Regions from separate parts of the Zeugodacus cucurbitae genome. Here region 2 is linked to region 1. The links are chromatin contacts, called in public Hi-C maps. All regions are on one chromosome and are shown on one strand. The core of a region is the stretch at or near the end of the contact, and the rest is flanking DNA. Distances in the headings are between cores, read along the strand shown. Region 1 holds the start of LOC105210757 (keratin-associated protein 21-1). Region 2 holds the start of LOC105209123 (poly(rC)-binding protein 3).

What was found. Hi-C and Micro-C count contacts between places; a contact is called where the count stands out from the background.
Region 2: a Hi-C map of whole body shows a contact between it and region 1, with 2.3 times the contacts expected there. The contact joins the promoter of LOC105209123 here to the promoter of LOC105210757 in region 1. A contact is called at or near these places in 2 of 2 Hi-C or Micro-C datasets (both in whole body).

What each region holds. Positions count from the first base shown.
Region 1 is chr4:9,574,818-9,579,597 of idZeuCucr1.2, reverse strand. It overlaps LOC105210757 (keratin-associated protein 21-1), which reads left to right and starts at 2,959. Exons shown (of 2, transcript XM_029038011.2): 1 at 2,959-4,089; 2 at 4,172-4,567. The coding sequence starts at 3,735. The coding sequence ends at 4,197.
Region 2 is chr4:9,724,447-9,729,226 of idZeuCucr1.2, reverse strand. LOC105209123 (poly(rC)-binding protein 3) reads right to left here and starts at 2,024. Exons shown (of 11, transcript XM_011179432.3): 1 at 1,743-2,024.

The sequences.
Region 1 (4,780 bases), core at 1,710-4,209:
GGCTGCGGAAGTCAATCGTTGCTCAGCAGCTGAAAATATGATTATTCATAAAATACCAATGATTGTTGGGTGTTGGCCTTGTTGGAACAAATTTGGGTCGAAATGGATATCGAAGTTAGAAAGCTCAACAATACTTGGTGCTTGGGTTTTCTGAAGAAGATCTGGAATTCTATCTTTCCTGTGGAAAAAATTGTAGCCGAAAAGGAAAACGAGATTGAAAAGCTGAATAAAACTAGATTTCTGGTTATTCTAAGTAGAGAAAAAGGTTCTCTTCTTACATGCTTTCCCTTAGAATAAGATATTTTAATGAGTTTGGATTCGTCTTTATGAAATATAGATCTGAGAGGTTTATAACAATACAGCGTTTACAATACAGTGTTTACATATATTCTCTCTATCCCTAGTTCTCTCTATCCCTAGATTCCGATAGAAGGATTCCCTCAGTAGTATATCAATGACAAGACTATGTTATACTTTTTGTTCTCTGGAGTTATATATTCTCTCTCCAAATATTTGAGCGATTCTTTCTGATCGGAATTTTATATTTCTTACTTTTCGGAAGCCGAGTAAGGTTGTTTATACAGTTAAGGAACGAGATTATTTAAAAAACGTGTTAGGTTCTGTAACCTTGCTTAAGCATCCTTACTATTCTGAAGCTCTGTTTTAGTTTTTTCTCAAAGGATATATTAATCTGACAATTTTATTAGGTTGGCGATATTTGCCCTTCCGTTTTATTCAATTCTTTATAAAAAGTGTCGCCATGGACAGAAACAGGTGGTAATCACTTGGAGCTATGTCAGGGATATAAGTTGGTGCAATAAAATCTCCCATCCGAGCTCCCGTAGCTTCTGACGAGACATCAACGAAGTGTGTGGTCTGGCGTTGTCCTGGTGGAACACAACACCCTTCCTGTTAACCAAATCTGGACGCTTCTGGTCGATCGCCTGCATCAAGCGGTCCAGTTGTTCGCAGTAGGTGGTAGAATTACCATTCATACCACATGGTCTGGCCATATGGGAGCAGCTGATAGTGGATGATTCCATTCCAATCCTACCAAACACGCAACAAAACCTTCCTGGTCAATCCCGGCTTGGCTACTGTTTGGGATTCACCGGCCTTCGACCACGACCGTTTTCGCTTGATATTGTCGTATGTGATCCATTTTTCGTCGCCAGTCACCATCCGCTTCAAAAGTGGGTCGAGTTCGTTCCGTTTCAGCAGCATATGGCAGGCGTTGATTCGGTCCAGAAGGTTTTTTGTGTATCCAGCCGATGGTTTAAAATGGTTTGGTGACTAACTCCCTCCCTAACTCGATGTTTTTCATGATTTGATCGGTATTCGGGAGATATTTGGCAGCCTAAGATGTTCCTGGCATCCCAATGATATGTAATGAAAAAAGGCCAAATCGCTTCACAACCACGCCTTCGTCCCATATACCATACATTAGATAAAGTAAGCACTAGTGAATATAACGGAACAGAACTTTGAACAAATACTGCATTTATCGTAAGTTACAAGGCCCCAAATATCGAAAATGAGCACCTAATTTTTTTTCTCAAAATATAGGTAAGTCTCTCAGATATTTTGAAGAAATTCGAAGGCAATATTTTTCTTCCAATAATAAATGAGTGAAATCGGGTCATAACTTCCCCTAGCTCGTATATACCTATGATTAGGGTTTTCAAACCACCAATGGTCTTTTTACTATATCTATGCCGTATATGTGGGTGAAATAGCGTGTTATAAATATTAATAATTTTCTTTCTAGCTTCAATAACCAAAATTTCCTACAGGGCTAACTGTAAGCCAGCTGTTGACAATTTGACATTGCTTATCACTGCAATTGCATCTGCATTTTTTCCAAGGGAAAGCCAATTTTATTTTATTTATCAAGGGAAACACATACATACATACATACAAACATTTATGATTGCTGATATGTGAATTTTTTAGACTCTTTTTTTTCAAATAATTTGCGTTGCTTTATGACCTCTACCTTTGTACATAAATATATTTCTATATATCTAGCAAATATACATAGGAAATCACATGTATTATACATATTTACATATATATCTGTCACCTAGACCAATTGCCTTGCGCGCTCCCATTTATATCATTGCCAACGCTTCACTCAGTCAGTCAACAATATTGTTGTTCTTGTGAGTAGTAGTCGAAATCAGCATGCAACCATCATTTTAATAGCATACAATAACAAATTTATTGCGCGAGTCTATAAATATACATACCTGCATATGCATATTTACATAGCTGCAAAGGTATGTCTGTCTGTCTAACAAGGGACGCACACTCTATCATAGACCCCCACAAACGCCAGTGGCTACACGTTGAAACAACGGTAATGACAATCGCACGTCGGCACTTGGCGATATGCAGCGCGGTTCAAATGCTCATGCAACAGCAACAATGATAGGAAAGCGCATTTACGACAGTTATTGAGTCAGATAATTTAATGATATCACTTTATTGGTTGATGAATTTCCCCATGAACTCTAATGGTTATTTTAATGTATGATTTCGGTGGCACACATTTGGTGATACAGTTTTTGACTTCCGGGGTCTACTGATGCTCAAATTATTGGAAAAATCTGAGTTGAGTTGATAAAAAGAACACAGCGGTATTAAAATATAGAGTTACTGAAGAATAGAGAGTGAAGTTACTTCTTACTTACCCTTACTTCTTCAAGAAACTTACTTGACTCGAGTCGCTGTCATAACTTCCAGTTGTCTATCCTTTAAAAGCCAAAACGGAAGATTTAACTATATTTATATTGCTTCAGAAACCTAAATATACAATTGAACTGATCAATTTGATAATTTCTTCCAAATAATTTATAGAACACATCCATATAACCCTGATTGAGCCTCTATCTGAGGTCATTTCCCATCTGAGATCATCTCCTATCAATTTATAAAGCATTATTAACAATCTTCTTTCGTTTGATTTCTCTTCCTTGATCTTCCCTTTACAAAAATTGACAATCTGCCTTCTTTCCAAATCTATATAGATCTATATAGTCCCAACTTCTTAATCTAACCTAAAAATTGGCAAAGAGTATCAATGTACCGATTGAACTACCATTATAATAAATTTGGATTTTTTTAAATGCACCCAATGTATAAAAAATACTTGTTTAAGACTAGTACAATATTTGGAAATTTCTATTTTCACATCCACAAATATTGGCTTTATCTCTCCGATGATCAAATGAGCGCAGAATTTTCATTGAATTTTGAAATACATTGACCCAACAGTGTGGACAACAACATTCATTAGTAATTAGTTCAAAAAATTTTGGTGAAGTACATTTCATTTTCAAAAAAACAAAAACAATATAAAAATGTAAAATAAAACAATAGAACACAACAACCACAAACAATACAATACTTAGTAACACTCACCTAAAAAACAGGTAAACAAACTATTCAATGCTACCAAAATATCATCAATATTTTAATTGATATTTAATGTAGTGGGATTTTTTCAAACTAGCCGAAAATATTTTTTCAACCATTTTGGCACTCAACGAAATTTGTATAAAAGTAAAAAGCATGGCAATTATAAATTCAGTTGTGAATTTGATGGTTTGCGAATAAAGCCTGCTTAAAATAAATATTAAATACAAAAAATATTGTTAACAAAACTAAAATTCGACAAACAAAATATTTATAATATTTAAAATAACAAAAAAATCACTTTTCAAACTTACATTATGTCCAACACACGCGTCGCCCACTCATTGAACTCGCGCATCCTTGTACTACTGCTCCTCACGCTGTCATACGCTTGCAATACAAACGCACAATACGGTTATTATCCGGGTGGTGGTTATGGCGGTTACGGTGGCGGCGGTTATGGCAGCGGTTACGGTGGTCTTGGCTATGGAAGTGGTTATGGCGCTGGCGGCGGCAACGCTTATGGTGGCTACCCCGGCTATGGTGGCTATCAGCAATATCCCTCCTACTATGGTGGCGGTTATGGCAATACGTATCCGTGTTATGGTGGCTACTATTGTAGCGGTGGTTATCCTAGTTTTGGAGGTTATCCATTTTACGGCAATGGCATGAGTGAGTCTATACGTAGTGGTTGACAAAATGTAGTAGAATTTTTGTGCCATTGATTACTACAACCTAAAATCAAATTATGTAGTGTTCTGGACGTGTCTCTTTATTTGATTTTTTTCAGATACCGCATACGCCAGCAGTAGCGGTGGCGGTATGGCCAGCGCATCGGCTAGCAGTGGCGGTGGTGCCGGCTACTTTGGTTAATTGGGGCGCAGAGTGGCAGCAAACGCGACAATATTGCTAGCTTCGTTGCAGAAGTACAAAATTTATACTTGAAATTGTTCAAATTATAATTTAGTTTAAGTTAAATTAATTTAGTTTGTAAATAAGTTGTTATATTGTGCATTAAACTGTGTTGTTTGCTCATGCTCATGTTTAGACTTAGTATTGTAAGTGCTTTCATTGCATGTTGTGGCTAATGGATTGAATTCAATACATTTGTTGTAATACAAGCTGCAGTTGCAAATAAAGTTATTTTAAAGCCGATAATCATTGGTTGTTGTTATTTTACTAGTTTTAGAACACTTATGTTAACCAACGCACTATTACATTCTTTACTATTGCACTATTGTTCATTATTTCACTTCTGCTTATCAATATACAAACAACAAAAGCTTTCAGTTCACACAAGCACTGCTTATTTGTTAAAGAATTTACATTTCAATATTAATTTAAATCAAATTTACACTTTTCA
Region 2 (4,780 bases), core at 775-3,274, 150 kb before region 1:
TATGCAATTGAATTGTATTTAAGGCAATAGAAGTCAAATTGCAATCGCTTGGTATATATAAATGCAGTAGATACGTTTAAAAGCGCACAGTAACGATTTTATTTTGCTATTTACTTTATTTTTATTTAATTTTATCTACTTTTATTCTATTTTATTTATTTTTACTTAATTTTTTCTTTATTTTACTGCCATTTCCAACTAAATCGAATAATTGTATGCAAAACGTCAGCGCACCAAAATCCCCGGCAACAGTAATTGCAATAAGAAAATAATGCAATTCAGTCAGCGCTGCAGTAGCAGAGCCACAGCGACGCAACGCACACACACTTCGTGAGTGCGAGCAGCGCAGTCGTTAATTGGTGATAAACGAAATACATTGAGCGCCGCGCATACAACAAAAGAAAGCAAACAAATAAGAAAAACCGAAGAAGCAGTAGAAGTAGAAGTGTAGTAGATGAGTAAAAAAATCCAAACCAAGTAGAAGAAAGCGAAATACAACAGAATGCGCAGAGCGCAAAGAGCACAAAACATAACACAAACGAAATAATGAAAGGCAAACACAGGCAGAGACAGAGCGCGCATCAGGGAGACAGACAGCAGAAAATCAATTTTCAAGTGACGGCAACGTCAACAGCGACCGCAAACGGACGTCAACAACATAACTGCGGCATGGCTTGCCTGGCGTAGCGTCAAAATGTGACGTACATTTGTATTGTATGTATTTATATAGAATGCTTAATGTAAAGCACATAAAATTAGCATTTATTAAAATGGATTTTATTAGCTTAAGCTATAATATAAATTATAGACGGCTGCTTGGATAAATATTAATAATTTGCGTTGATTTGTTAGAAAATAAAATATTTTTAAATTCTTTCATGTAAATGTGCATATAACCAATTAGAAGTGCAACAATAAAGCGCGCTTAGGCATTTTATAGAAATTTTCCAGTCTCACAACACACATTGTTGACGCTAACCGGCGCTACATATAAACACAAGAAGTGGAAAAACAAAAATTTACCTTTTGTTTTTTTTTTGTTGTTTTTTTCTACAGCATTTACAACTCCTTTCCTTTTTGTTTTCTTGACTTCTCGCTGTTGACACTGCTTTATTAATTTTGCTTTATGTGTATTCCACAAACGGCGTCAGACGACTTGTAAAATAATGCACAAAACTCGTATCAGAATCCGGCCAGTATTTTGGAAAAAAAATGTTTTTTTATAACACACACACATACAAAATTACACAAATATCCTTTTAATTGTTGCGTTTATATTTTATATTTAATAATTCTTCTACAACACTTGACACTGAATATTTTTCGTAGCAAAAATTCACTGCACTTCGAGCAATTTTCGGGAAAATCTTTAACACATTAATATTTATTGTAAGCACACACACCAAATAATTTATATAAAAAATTCTGGATTTCTGCAATTACAGCCAAAACACATATAAAATACACGTTTTTTATATTTTTATTTGTTGCTTTTTAAGTTACTTCCTGATTTACTTCGCCGCCGACAGTGGAAAAGTCAGCAGACGCAGCGTCAGAAATGTCAGCGTGCTGCACACACAATTTGTATGCAAATTTGCCAAACTCTAATATTAATGCCGTTATATATATTTCATTAAATATAGTATAATGTTCACATTAGTTAAATTTCTACAATTTTTTCTCATCAACTTTACGTTTTCTCGATCGCTTGTTACTTGTGCACAATCGAATTTTTCACAAACCTCTTTTTCTGCCGCTAAGTTGTTAGACGCGTTGCTTTTCCTTAACACTTTTACACTGCTGTGTTCTTATTTTGCTTAGTTTATTACCGTTTCACTGTACGCAGTTTGCTTAGCAAGTTCTTTAATAATTAGTAAATTATATTGAATTTGGTTATTTTCAAGTATAAATTTTACTTTTTTTTTCAAGAAATTCGCTTTGAAATTATCCGTTGCGCGTTGCAAACGATTCGAACACCACCATTAAATTTTTATGAGTGAATTTGCCAGTTGGACCAGCACCGTTGTTTGGTCACATTCGCGCTGTCTGTCGTCGGTGCGTTCGTGGCCGTCATTCGATTTTTCGCTATTCCTTTGCATATTGCTCTTCGTGCGCCCAAGCAAGCGGCGCGCTGGTATTGTGCGCTCCTTCTAACACACATAGCGTCTCATGGCGGCTTGCTGTCGCTGCTATGCAGTGGTACTGTGCGCTCAAACTCTCAGCTGTTGTTAAATGAGGGAGGCAGCAGCCAGAGAAGAGCACATATGTTGAGTGGTTTTTGTGTGGTGCAGTGAGTATTGTACTTTTGATTTGAGTAAAATTGTATTTTGAGTGGCTAAGTGCTGCTTTGTGCGGCGCAGGCAATGCAACTAGAATTTTTCCGAGTGGATTATATATGTGTGTGAAAAAGTGGCAGTCTGACAGAGTTGCATTCGTTGGTAGGCCGGATGTTTGTGGGCACAATTTGGTAAAAATGAAATTCGTATGATTTACATATACAGTGGAACTTCCCTAACTCGAATCACCATAATCCACAAAAAACTTCGATTTGGAGAGACTTCAAGGTAATTACATCAGGTAATTTGTACGAAATTTGACTTCTATTGCCAATTCAAGAATGCGATTTATGGAGATCTTCGAGTTATAAGAGTTCGAGTTATGGAAGTTTAACTTAATTTTTTTTATTAAATTAAACTGGGTTTTCTATAGCTTTTTCGACATAATATAGTTTTATCATTATTTTAACCATCATAAGTATATATTCTAGGGAAATCTAAAGTGTCGCAACATGGAGCTCTAGTGGTGGAAGTTCGTTTAGACCTATGTATATAATTGCTCGCGTCTGAATCGTTTATATGAAGGGTACCGCCGGTTACTTCTCACTTCTAGCCATCGTGCGATGATTTGCTATCGACTCAGTCGACAGTATTGACCTATTAGATATCGTCCTATAAATGATATGAATCTTTTCCTGCCTGCTTCCGAGTTCGTGCTTGGAAAGCTAGATTAGAAGGTATTCTCTAACTCTTTATCTTCATATTTGTTAAGACCGATAAAAAGAGATCCTAGTTTAAGTTGAGGAATGCACTGGATTGTTCTTATTATAGACGAAGAGAAAAGTCCCGATATAATTTTCAGAAATGCTGCTGAGCTAACAGTCTTTGGCCGAAAAAACTGGGTTCGTTCCTTGTACGTAGATCCGTTTGTTCTGGGAATGGACGGATCAGAGTTGTCATAAGTTCTACTTCATTCTACTAAACTTATGTAATTCCCCACTACACCTAAAGAAATTATTGGTTTAACAGATAGACCTTTATTATTCCGATTAGACCTTATTTGATCTTCGCCTGGTTACTTCTAACTGATATCTTGTTTTTGGAATTTAAGCGAGAGGCAGACAGTTTTTTTTAATCACCTCAGCACCTTTTCATTAAACCGATTTCTAGTATTTCTATATTTATATTATCCAACAAATTGCGGAAAAATCACGCAAAATCACTCTTGCCAACAGATGCTACTTTGGACTGAATAGACAATGTATGTATGTATGTAAAAATGTAAAGTCCACTCTCGACGTACAAAAACCAAACTCAACAAGTTCTTCATCATTCCCGTTCTACTTTATGGAGCAGAGGCGTGGACTATGTCAACATACGATGAGACGGCACTAGGAGTTTACCGCAGACGTTGGAACGATGATCTGTACGACTTGTTCGACGACATCGACATATGTAGTTCCGCGCATAAAAAGACAGGGGCTACGCTGGCTGGGTTATGTTGTTCGAATGGATGAAAGCGCTCCGGCTTTGAAAGTGTTCGCTGGTGGTAGCCGAGAAGCACCTCCACTCCGTTGGTAAGACCAGTTGGAGAAGGACCTGGCAGCACTTGGTATTTCCAATTGGTGCCAAACTGCCAAAAGGAGAACTGAATAGCGCGCCGTTGTAAGTTAAGAAGAAGAACAAATTGCGGTTTCTACAAGATGTCTACCAACCGTTGCTGACTTTTAAGACTTTTTTGGATTAGAAATACTCGAAAGCTCTTGCATTGATTATTAAAAAATTGAAATGTAGACAAAAACGGAGAAGTTTATGAGTTTGAGATATCCGCTTCCAAGAGAGTTCGGACTTTTAAACTGCAAACACTGATTAAGATCTACAAATGACCACAACTGAACTCTTATTAACTCTCAACGCAATATCGGAGAGAATTTTATTCAGCGGAAGGTTCGGACTGCACCTCGACCTTTAACTTAGACCAGCTGTAAAGGTAATATATTGCGAGAAGACATTGGTGTTGTTGTGGAAGCAGAAAAGACTGTCAAAATAATTTTGAAGAATGCTGCCGAGTGGACAGTCTTTAGCCGGATAAATATTAGAGTCCGTTCCTATTACGTAGACCCGACTGTCGTTTGATTTTAGACGATTGTGGTCTCGGGGATTAATTTTTCGATTTCTCTTGGCAGAAAAATGTACCCACCAAGCAGCTATACCCCTAATTTATGCCTCTACGAGTTTAGAAAATTTATTTCCTTTTACAGCAGCGCCTAAAAATACATGGCTAAACACATATATACATTCACATGTATACATTTACGACTATATACATACTTCTAAGAAATCCTTCTTGTATACAAATCTGTTTCAATGTAGCTCAACATGTATGTGGTAATGCTTTCGTACATGCACTTGCAATTTCTTCTTCTTAAACGTTCTTTTTTTCCTCACATTTCAGGTCAAGCGTTTAGCGCTTCAGTAGCACTGAGCTTTAGAGATGGTTGTTG